Linked DNA regions of Sus scrofa: region 1 is linked to region 2. Evidence: chromatin contacts called from public Hi-C data. All regions are on one chromosome and are shown on one strand. The core of a region is the stretch at or near the end of the contact, and the rest is flanking DNA. Distances in the headings are between cores, read along the strand shown. Region 1 overlaps LOC102164131 (a long non-coding RNA gene). Region 2 has its middle 180 kb from the start of HES1.

Region 1 (4,791 bases), core at 488-2,987, 160 kb before region 2:
CTAACTAGTCTCAGCTTCATAGAGCAGCCCCTGAAAAGAGACACCCCTGAAAACCCCGGCAGCCTCAGGGCCCCTGAAACTCAGCACCCAGTGCCTCATCAGCCTGTTGGTTGGCTTGTTGGTCTATGACAAAGCGTAAGAATAAAAATATTAGGTTTTCCGGAGTTCCCGTTGTGGCGCAGTGGTTAACGAATCCAACTAGGACCCATGAGGTTTCGGGTTCGGTCCCTGCCCTTGCTCAGTGGGTTAGGGATCCGGCGTTGCTGTGAGCTGTGGTGTAGGTTGCAGGCGCGGCTCGGATCGACCCCTAGCCTGGGAACCTCCATATGCCGTGGGAGCGGCCCAAGAAATAGCAAAAAGACCAAAAAAAAAAAAAAAAAAAAAAGGTTTTCCTCTTAATCATCCAAGAACATTTTACATTATACTCCACATATATTTCTATTTCTATCCCTATTTAATCTAAAAATAGTTTTTCTACTCCCTCTGCCCAATCCTTCAAGTAAAATTGAATTCTAGATTTCCTCTTCTTGGGCCACTGTATCCCTGTGGGTCCTGTGTACCCCAGGTTGAGAAATCAGGAGCGGGGAGCAGGGAGAGGCGGGCATGACTGAGGATGCATTTGCTGCCAATGGATTTCTATCTCTTTGTCTGCAGATCGAGTTAACTGAAAAAATGCATATGGGTAAAACCATCACACAGCGCAAAGGGGTAGATTCTGAAAGTGACCCTTCCATTTGCAGTCCTCATCCCCCAATCCCATCTCAGGGGCAGTCACTCTTACCTGTCCCCTATACAGCCATCAGGAGATGGCTCAAGAACAGCTGCAGGCTGGTGGCGGCCGGTAGCTACCAACTGAAGGTAAAGTGCAGCAGTGTGAGAAGCAGCACTGCCCTGCCCTTCAGCTCCTAGGGCAGAAGGGCCAGTGGCAGCCATCACCACTGCAGCCAACCTGCCATCTTTGTGGTTGTCTTTGCAAAACTCAGCCCTTTTGCAAACCAAGGGCTGAGTTTGCAAAGACTCCATACTCAGTGGAGCCAGGGCATTTGGCGTACCCTCTTTGGCTCTGCGCCTGCACCCTCAGAAGGAGCTTCCTTGTCATCGAGATGTCTCAGGTTGTCTCTCCCTCCAGGTCAGCCAGCCAGAGGGAGGCGTAAGGCCAAGAGCTGTGTCGGGATGAAGGGCAGGTGGGAAAAGGGATGCAAGAAGCCAGTCCCTGAGCTGGGATGACAGCAATGCTGAGACACTTCTGGGGGAGATTTGTCACCCACCACCCCCACCCCTCCGTGGGCCTCTGAGGCTCACCTGAAAGGCAGCAAGCACTCTTGCTCTACCTTTCCCGTGGGAATTCAGCACAGTCAGCAGAACCCCTGAACTCTGCTGGGCCGCTGCCAGCAACTCTCAAGCCTTTCCCCCCGCCAGTTACAGTGACATGATGTCGTTTTTATTGAAGCAAGATTAGATTTTTTTTTTTTAAGTTTTCAAAAGTGTGGTTCACATGATCTCTAGTACTTTTCCTATTGCTGGAAGACCACGGAGCTGCCAATTTCAATTTGATTCAGCTTTTATCACTAGAAGAAGCTTAAGAGAAAAAAAGAAAGGGGAGAAAGGCCGGATGAAAATATTCCACTTGGCCCTGGTAGTGAGCTTGAGGGTGGCAGGGGACACACGCATTGTCCCCTCCCTCGTGTGTAAGTGGTGTGATAGGAAGACGTCAGGGGACCGGAGTCGGACCTGGCAGCTGGACAGCACACGGTGTCGCAAGGGTTTTCATGCCCCAGCCAGAGAGGAAAAGCACAACTGGAGTCATTCATGGAGTTGGGAGAATATCAGAGAGGATGCTGAGCTATTGGGAGATGGGTAAAATAACCCACGGAAGAGCGCTCCTTCCTCTTAATCCCAGTTTGACTAATTCCCTTCTTTGGAGGCAAGATTTCCCACTCATTCATGCATTTATTTATTCAACATATTTATCAAGCATGTGCTTGGGTCTGCCAAGGATACAGGGCGATAAGGCCAAGCCTGTGTATTCACCATCTTTATTTATTTCTATTTTTTTGCTTTTTTTAGGGCCACGCCTGTGGCATATGGACATTCCGAGGCTGGGAGTAGAATCGGAGCTGAAGCTGCTGGCTTACACCGCAGCCACAGCAATGCGGGATCCAAGCTGCATCTGAGACCTATACCACAGCTCATGGCAATGTCAGATCCTTGACCCGCTGAGTGAGGCCAGGGATCGAACCTGAGTCCTCATGGATACCAGTAGGGTTCATTACCACTGAGCCACAATGGGAATTCCTCATTCACCATTTTTTGAGGAAAATTCAAGAATGCCAATTTGCATGGATCATGGTTTTCCAGGTGCCACCTCAACCCTCAAAATGGGCCATGTGATGGAAACTTGTGAAAAACGTGAGACTGATCACGTGGTTGTGGCATCAAGTCAGAGAATGAGGTCTGGAGGGTTAAAGGACACGTTGAAGCAATCAATGTCTCCCACTCCACGGGAGTCTTAGAGTTGAAACAGCATCCCTGTAGTCCCCCCCCCCCCCAATCGAGAGCCGCTCAGATCCCTGCTGGTCTGGTCCTCACAACAACCTGGGACGTAGGGAGGGGAAACACTTACCGCAGCTCTACCTGACGCAGGTAGGTGCTCAGTGTTTGTTGAATGAATGTTGAGTAAACCCCCAATTTACAGGAGTGAGAAAGGTTTAGGAGGAATCAAGAGATTGGTCCCAAGTCACTAGCAGTAAGTACAAAGCCTAGACTTGAACCTAGAGGTCTTGGATGGGCATGTGAAGGCCCATCATTACTCCTACAGGCACTGCTCTTTGGAGATTTCTCCAAATGACTGCCCTTCCTTTGACTGGAAGGAAAGTGACTCTGGACTCAGTTTCCGTAAATGTTGCAGTAAGTCTTTGGAGAGTCATTTCCATAGGTGTAGGTCAAACTGACCTCAGGTGTGGACAGGGTACCTCAGGAAGAGAGCCTGTGTTCCTGGGAATTTCTCAGAGTTGAATTGGTTGGGCAAAGAACCTTGGGCATCGGGTACTGCTCCTTGAGTGTAGACTGCCAAACCATCCCAGCTGGAGTTGGACGTATCCTTGGAGCTCATTTCTTTTTAGAAACCTATGCATCTCCCCAACTCATTGTCTCTCTGCCAATTCTGTGCCTTGGGCTGGATTCAGAGCAAACTTGTGAAGAAATAAGTCCCTATTTGTATCTCATAAACCTTGATTTTCCTTTTCCATAAAAGGATGGAGTGGTGGTAAGTCCCGGGTAGCTTAGAAGGCATGGTCAAGGCTACAGGGAAAGGCAGCCTAATTGGAGCTGCAGTATCACTGGGCTAGAAGAGACCCAGAAAGTCATGGAGTCCCCTCCCCTGCCTCCAGGGGAAGAAGGTTAGAGCACATGCCCAAGGGCTGGTGCTGGACATGTTCCTGCCTGGAAATGCAATTGGGGACCAGGCAGAGGCCATAGGAAAGGAGAGTCTACCTGAATGAAAAGGGAGGCCAGAGAGTGTGAGACTCCACCATCTTGTCCCCTTCGTCCTGAGAACATGAAGTAGCATGGGAAGCTTTGCCTGGAAAGCCAGAGAAGGATCTGAGTTCTAAACCTGCCTCTCCTATACACTCATTTCCTAAACATAACGTTCATGACCACTCCTCTGTGCCTCAGTTTTCCCCATCTGTAGTCTAATGGTTCTCAGACAGTGCTGGGGAGGCTGTTCCTCCCAGAGAGCGCTGGAGCCTGGAGATGACTCTGAGGGTGAGAGCCTCTCCCAGCCCTCTTGTCCTCCTCCTACCAGAAGGATCTGGCTTTTGCCTGTTCACCATTGTGTGTCCTTGTACAGTTTTTGGTTTGTTTGTTTTTTCTTTTCAGGGCCACACCCGCGGCTTATGGAGGTTCCCAGGCTAGGGGTCTAACCAGAGCTACAGCTGCTGGCCTGTGCCACAGCCACAGCAAAGCAGGAACCGAGCCGTGTCTGCGACCTACAGCACAGCTCACGGCAACACCAGATCCTTGACCCACTGAGCGAGGCCAGGAATCAAACCCAAGTCCTCATGGATACTAGTTGGGTTCATTACCACTGAGCCACAATGGGAACGCCTCCTCGTACTTTTTTTGCAAAGATGTTCTATTGTTTTTTTGGGTGGTCAAGTTTGAGGCCGTCAACTAAGATGGTCTCAGAAATCCTCTCCAGCTTGAAAGTCTTATGATTCTTCCCTCAGGTCTCCTGGGCTTTTGGACGTTGCCTCCTCTATCCTGTAGCACATGATCTTTTAACGATATATATATATGCTGGTTTTTCTCTACCCCAAAGCTCCTGGGTTGTACCCAGTTCCACGTAGGATAATGAGTATGGGGGAGCTGTTGCCCAGGCTGCCGCAGGCAGAGTCCTTGTCCCTTAAATTGCTCACAGTTCAGTGGGGGTAGGGTGGAGACAAGGGAACCAAGAGTGACAATACTACCCAGTGTCTTACTTCTAACATTCACTACTAATACCTGGACCCAGTCTTATCTCTCTCACCCACAGCCAGCCTATGTGGGATACTTGGTAGGTGCTTAGTGAATATTTGCTAAAAGCCTTGATCAATGAATGGCTTGTTCCCTCTTTCACCCCAATCCAGATGTATCTGTAGGTGGAGGCCTTTCCTGGACTGACTGGAGTGCTGTGGATGCCGTGGGCTCTGTGTTTTCCTTTAAGGAGCTGGGCTGATGATAGCTCTTGGTGATCATCACCTGTTGTGGGTTGAGCTGTGTCCCCTAAAAAAATGTGTTCAAGTCCTAACT
Region 2 (4,852 bases), core at 949-3,448:
CTCTTCATTGCATCATTCATTCTTCATTGCTGCCTCTGGCCCTCCAAGGGTCACAGCTGAAGTGGGGAGGGCCGTCAGGTTTGGTGGGATCTCGGGATCTCATGCTCTCTGCCACTTACTTCCTGGAGCCACTGCTCTTTCTCAGGAGGCCAGTGGTGAGATGGCCTTTAGTGTCTTTCTTCCTCTGGCCCCACCTCTTCCAAGTTGAGAAGGATGGTCCCAGTCTTTCCACCACGTGGAAGGCACACTTTCCTGCACTCGTCCTCCCTCCCTGCAAAACTTGTGTTTTTACAATTTTAATTCTTCTCTGAGTAATTTTAGAGGGACTCTTGTGGACAAGAAGTGAAACACTTAATTCCAATGCCTTTTGACCCAGGAGTCTATTAAAGACATTCTTTAATGTTTCTCATATTGTGAGAGCCTATACTGTCGGCTATAAATTTGTTAAAAACAACCCTCCTCTTTGTAGGCAGAGGACTAGAGATGTAAGAAAGCAGGACTCAAAGTCAGAAGACTTAAGTTTGAGCCCCAACTCAGTCAGTTGTAAACCACGTGATCTTGGTCATATGTGCTTCAGTTTACTCATCTGTAAAATCAGACTAATACCTTGGACTAAATGAGATCAAGTACAGTAGTCGAATGCATTTTTATATTCTTTTTTTTTTTGGTCTTTTTGCCTTTTCTATGGCCACTCCCGTGGCATATGGAGGTTCCCAGGCTAGGGGTCCATTCGGAGCTGTAACTACCAGCCTGAGCCAGAGCCACAGCAACGCGGGATCTGAGCCATGTCTGCAACCTACACTACAGCTCACGGCAACGCCGGATCCTTAACCCACTGAGTGAGGCCAGGGATCGAACCCACAACCTCATGGTTCCTAGTCGGATTCGTTCACCACTGAGCCACGATGGGAACTCCAGCAATTTTTAAATTCTTAAAAGCTAAAACAATGTAAGAAAATGCAGCCGTTCTTTTGGTGTTTTTTGTTTGTTTGTTTGCTTGTTTTGTTTTTTTTTTTCTCTTTTTGCCTCTCTGAGGCTGTGCCCATCAAAAAGAAGATATTCTGTAAATCTTTGCAGGTTAGTTGTTTGGAATGAATGCCCAGAAAATGCTGAAGAATATGTAAGGAGGCAAAGGGGAGTGACAGAGTCATTCACTATATTATTATTGCCTTCTTTGCTATTTATAAGATTTTTTTTTAAACCTGTGGCGTTATTTGCCTTGAAAGCCCAGTTTTTATTAACCATGGTCACATTTTCTCTCTCATCCCTCCTTCTAACCCTTGCTATCCATTCCCCCAACACTTCAAATTTATTGTCAAAAGGTGTTCCTTTAAAGACTTTTTAAAAGAAATGTAATTATCTATGGCTCAGTGTCACTTTGAAAGTGGTCCCTTGGTATTTTCTGGAGGCTGCAAAATATGTTTAATTTCCAAACCTTCTTGGAAGTCACCCAATAAATTCAGGCACGGAGGGCATGGTCAGAGTACAGGGTGTGTGAGGAGATCACTCTGCAAGTTGGCCGGTGTCGTTTATTATAGGCAATCCAGCAGGTGCGTAAATAACTCCTACTGGGAGGTTTTCCGCTCAGCTTCCCCAAATGGCTCCATTTCAACATCCAGCAGTGACGCTGTATTCTCAGAATTGGATTAGCTAAGCACTGGGCAAGGTAAAACCCACTAGCATGATCCAAAGGAAAGTTTGCTTCTACATCAATAGCACTAGTATGAAATAGACTTTTGTTGATTAAAAATGGTAGGATTCACCAGCTAATTGAAAAATCCAGTTCTTTGAAGTGCATGTGCACATTTCATGTTACATAGCTCAATTCTATGTACATTTCATGTTGGAAAGTTCAATTCCATGTATGCCATTTTTCAGCCCTTACTAAGAGTCGGACCTTATGCTGGTTTCTGTGGAGAATAAGGAGATGAGCTTGACCTGGCCTCGGCTTTGGTAGTTCACACATTTGTAGGAAGACAGTGGCAGATGTATCCCTCATCACAGAACAGACTGAGAAATTAGAAATGCAAGCAAAATGCTGTCGGGTTAGAAAGGAAAACTTAGAGATGCCTCTTGGTAGAGGAAGCATGAAAACTCGGCATTCTTGTATTCATTTTTTAACAGACAGTTATGGAATGCCAATGGGTTTCATGCCCTATTCCATGAACACTCTGAGAGGGCCAATTTTGGTTGTTTAATTATTTACAGAAGAATAAAGTTCAACAGGCAGAAAAGGGAAGGGGGGGCATTTCGGGCAGTAGGCGTTGAGTGGAAGCCTTGAGGCTACAGGGCAAGCCCAAGCCACGGGCAGGAGTTCTTTGTGGCTCTGATCCAGGATGTGTGTGTGGGACCGAAGGATGGCAGGGGCTGTAGTGAAGGAACAATTTTTTCCCAGGGGGTCTCAACCCTGAGATTCCCTGATTCTCCAGGCATCAGAATCACCTGGAGAGTGTGTTAAATTACAGATTGCTGGGTCCATTCCAGCGTTTCTGACTCAGGAGGTCTGGATTTGGGCCTGAGAATATGCATTTCCAACACATTTCCAGATGTTGCTGATGCGGGGACCACACTTTGAAGACCTCTACTTTATCCTGGTTTGCCCTGGATAAAACCTGTTAGTTGCTGACCCAAGAGCCATCCCATCATCCCGGCTGCCCCAGCCCTGAGTTGTTCTGGTAGCACAAAGAGTCTTTGATTTCAGTATTAGATTTCCTACCCCAGGGCCAGAAGATGATGATGATGAGCCTAAACCAATCACGGTAATCTCAGTTCCCTTGGCCATTGATTGATGTGAATGTGGGCAAGTACCTGCAGTGTCTAAAGACAGGTAAGGATAATCATCTAACAGCAACTCACAAAGAGAAGGGCTTCTGCCTTTTGCACTTACTTCCTAAATCTCTATATACTGTTGTAGTTACACTGGCCATCTTTGGACCAAGAGATGACAAGGATGAGGAAGAGAACCAATATGGCACGGATGTCATGGCAAAGATACAGAAATAACCGGGGTCCCCAAAGGCATCATTGAGCTGCATTCCCTGGACTGTCTACCTCAACCTGTCCTTGTGTGAGACAAATACACTCTTATTTGTTGAGGCTGTCATAATCCATTCTCTTGTTACTTGCAGCCAAACACACTCCTAACTGATCCAACCTGTTCTAATTCTGTGATGTGGGTGGCATGGGTGATATCAACATCATTTTAGAGATGAAGGCACTGAGGTTCAGAAAATGAAGGTGACGTAATATATAGTGATAGAGCTCAGATTCCGACTCAAGATTCCTGATTAAAAGTCCTTGGCATTTTGGCAACTCAAAACTACAATGTGGTATCATCTCATACCAGTTGAAATGGCCATTAGTAAAATGACCATAAATATTAAATGTCGGAGAGGGTATGGAGAAAAGGGAACCTTCCTACACTTTGGGGATGTAAATTGGTGCAGCCACTATGAAAAGCAGTATGGAGGTTCTTTAAAAATGTAAAAAATAGTGTTGCCATATGATCTAGCAATCTCATTCCTGGGCATATATCCAGAGAAAACCATAACTCAAAAATATACATACACTCCACTGTTCATAGTAGCATTGTTTACAACAGTCAAGACATGGAAACAACCTCAATCCATTGACAGATGACAGATAAAATGACGTGGTATATAAACACAATAGAATACTACTCAGCCATAAAAAGAATGAAATAATACCATTTGCAGCAATATGAATGTACTTAGAGATTATTACACTAAGTGAAGTAAGTCAGACAGAGAAAGACAAATACCATATGCTATCACTTATATGTGGAATCTAAAATATAATAAAATGAGCTTATTCACAAAATAGAAATAAACTCACAGACATGGAGAACTTATGGTTACCAAAGGGGAAAGGGGGTGAGAAGGGATAAATTAGGAGGATTTAGCAGATACAAACTACTCTATACAAAATAGATAAACGACAAGGTCCTACTGTACAGCACAGAGAACTATATTCTGTATCCTCTTACAAACCATAATGGAAAAGAATATGAAAAAGAATACATATATAGACATATAACTGTGTATATATATATTATATATAATATATACATATATGTATATATATTACCAGAAACTACCACAACATTGTAAATCAATGATACTTCAATTAAAAAAGGTTTGGCGTTTTCCCACTGACCTATAGCTCAACCATTCTAATTATGTCTTCTAACTTATATACATATAAGTTATATACACGTTTATGTATATATAGATACGCATATTCTTTTTCTCTTATATTTAGGAAGAAGAAATTAAGTGTCTGTTCTGAGCTTACTTGTGTCTCTGTTGTCAGCTATCTAACTTCTGATTGTCATTTATTAATGATTTAAGTAATTCATTCCTCCCATATTTACATATGTAGGTAATATATGTAACCTCTGAACTTTGAGCTTTTTTATAGTGGACAACTTTGCATTTGTTCAGATTTTGTTCCTTACAGAAAGAAGCAGTTCAAATTAACTTTATGTCCTACCTTTTTAGGCACGGGCTTCAGTTATACTCTTAAATTTTTGGAGACTTTGAAACATTAATCACGCAAAACTTATAGAGCAATACTAAGATTCTTCCAGAAAATGCAGCTGGACCCAGACTACTGTGTAAACCAATCTGAATGTCTGACTTTGATGTATTTTCTTAGCCCACCCACCCATTCATCATACTCAGGCCCTCCCAGCTCTGCTCCCTCAAGCTGTCAAGATTAGTGCCAATTTACTGAAGAGACCCGTCCCCCACTCACCCTGACACATAGGTCTACTCCTCCATTACCTGGTTAGGACAATGGGCCCCGAGGCTTCTGAACCCCCTGGGAAGAC

What was found. Hi-C and Micro-C count contacts between places; a contact is called where the count stands out from the background.
Region 1: a contact with region 2 is called in a Hi-C map of liver, with 2.1 times the contacts expected there. The contact joins two enhancer-like sites. A contact is called at or near these places in 3 of 47 Hi-C or Micro-C datasets (embryonic fibroblasts and liver).

Annotation. Positions count from the first base shown.
Region 1 is chr13:131,113,192-131,117,982 of Sscrofa11.1, reverse strand. All of the region lies in intron 5 of LOC102164131 (a long non-coding RNA gene), which reads left to right. Among named protein-coding and RNA genes, the nearest start is that of HES1, 20 kb to the left of the region's middle. Within about 2 kb of position 1,737, at least 1 of the 83 cell types and tissues checked has an H3K27ac peak or open chromatin away from gene starts, as enhancers often do. A contact at or near this core is called in liver, where this site is marked.
Region 2 is chr13:130,957,612-130,962,463 of Sscrofa11.1, reverse strand. No RefSeq gene overlaps it. Among named protein-coding and RNA genes, the nearest start is that of HES1, 180 kb to the left of the region's middle. Within about 2 kb of position 2,198, at least 6 of the 83 cell types and tissues checked have an H3K27ac peak or open chromatin away from gene starts, as enhancers often do. A contact at or near this core is called in liver, where this site is marked.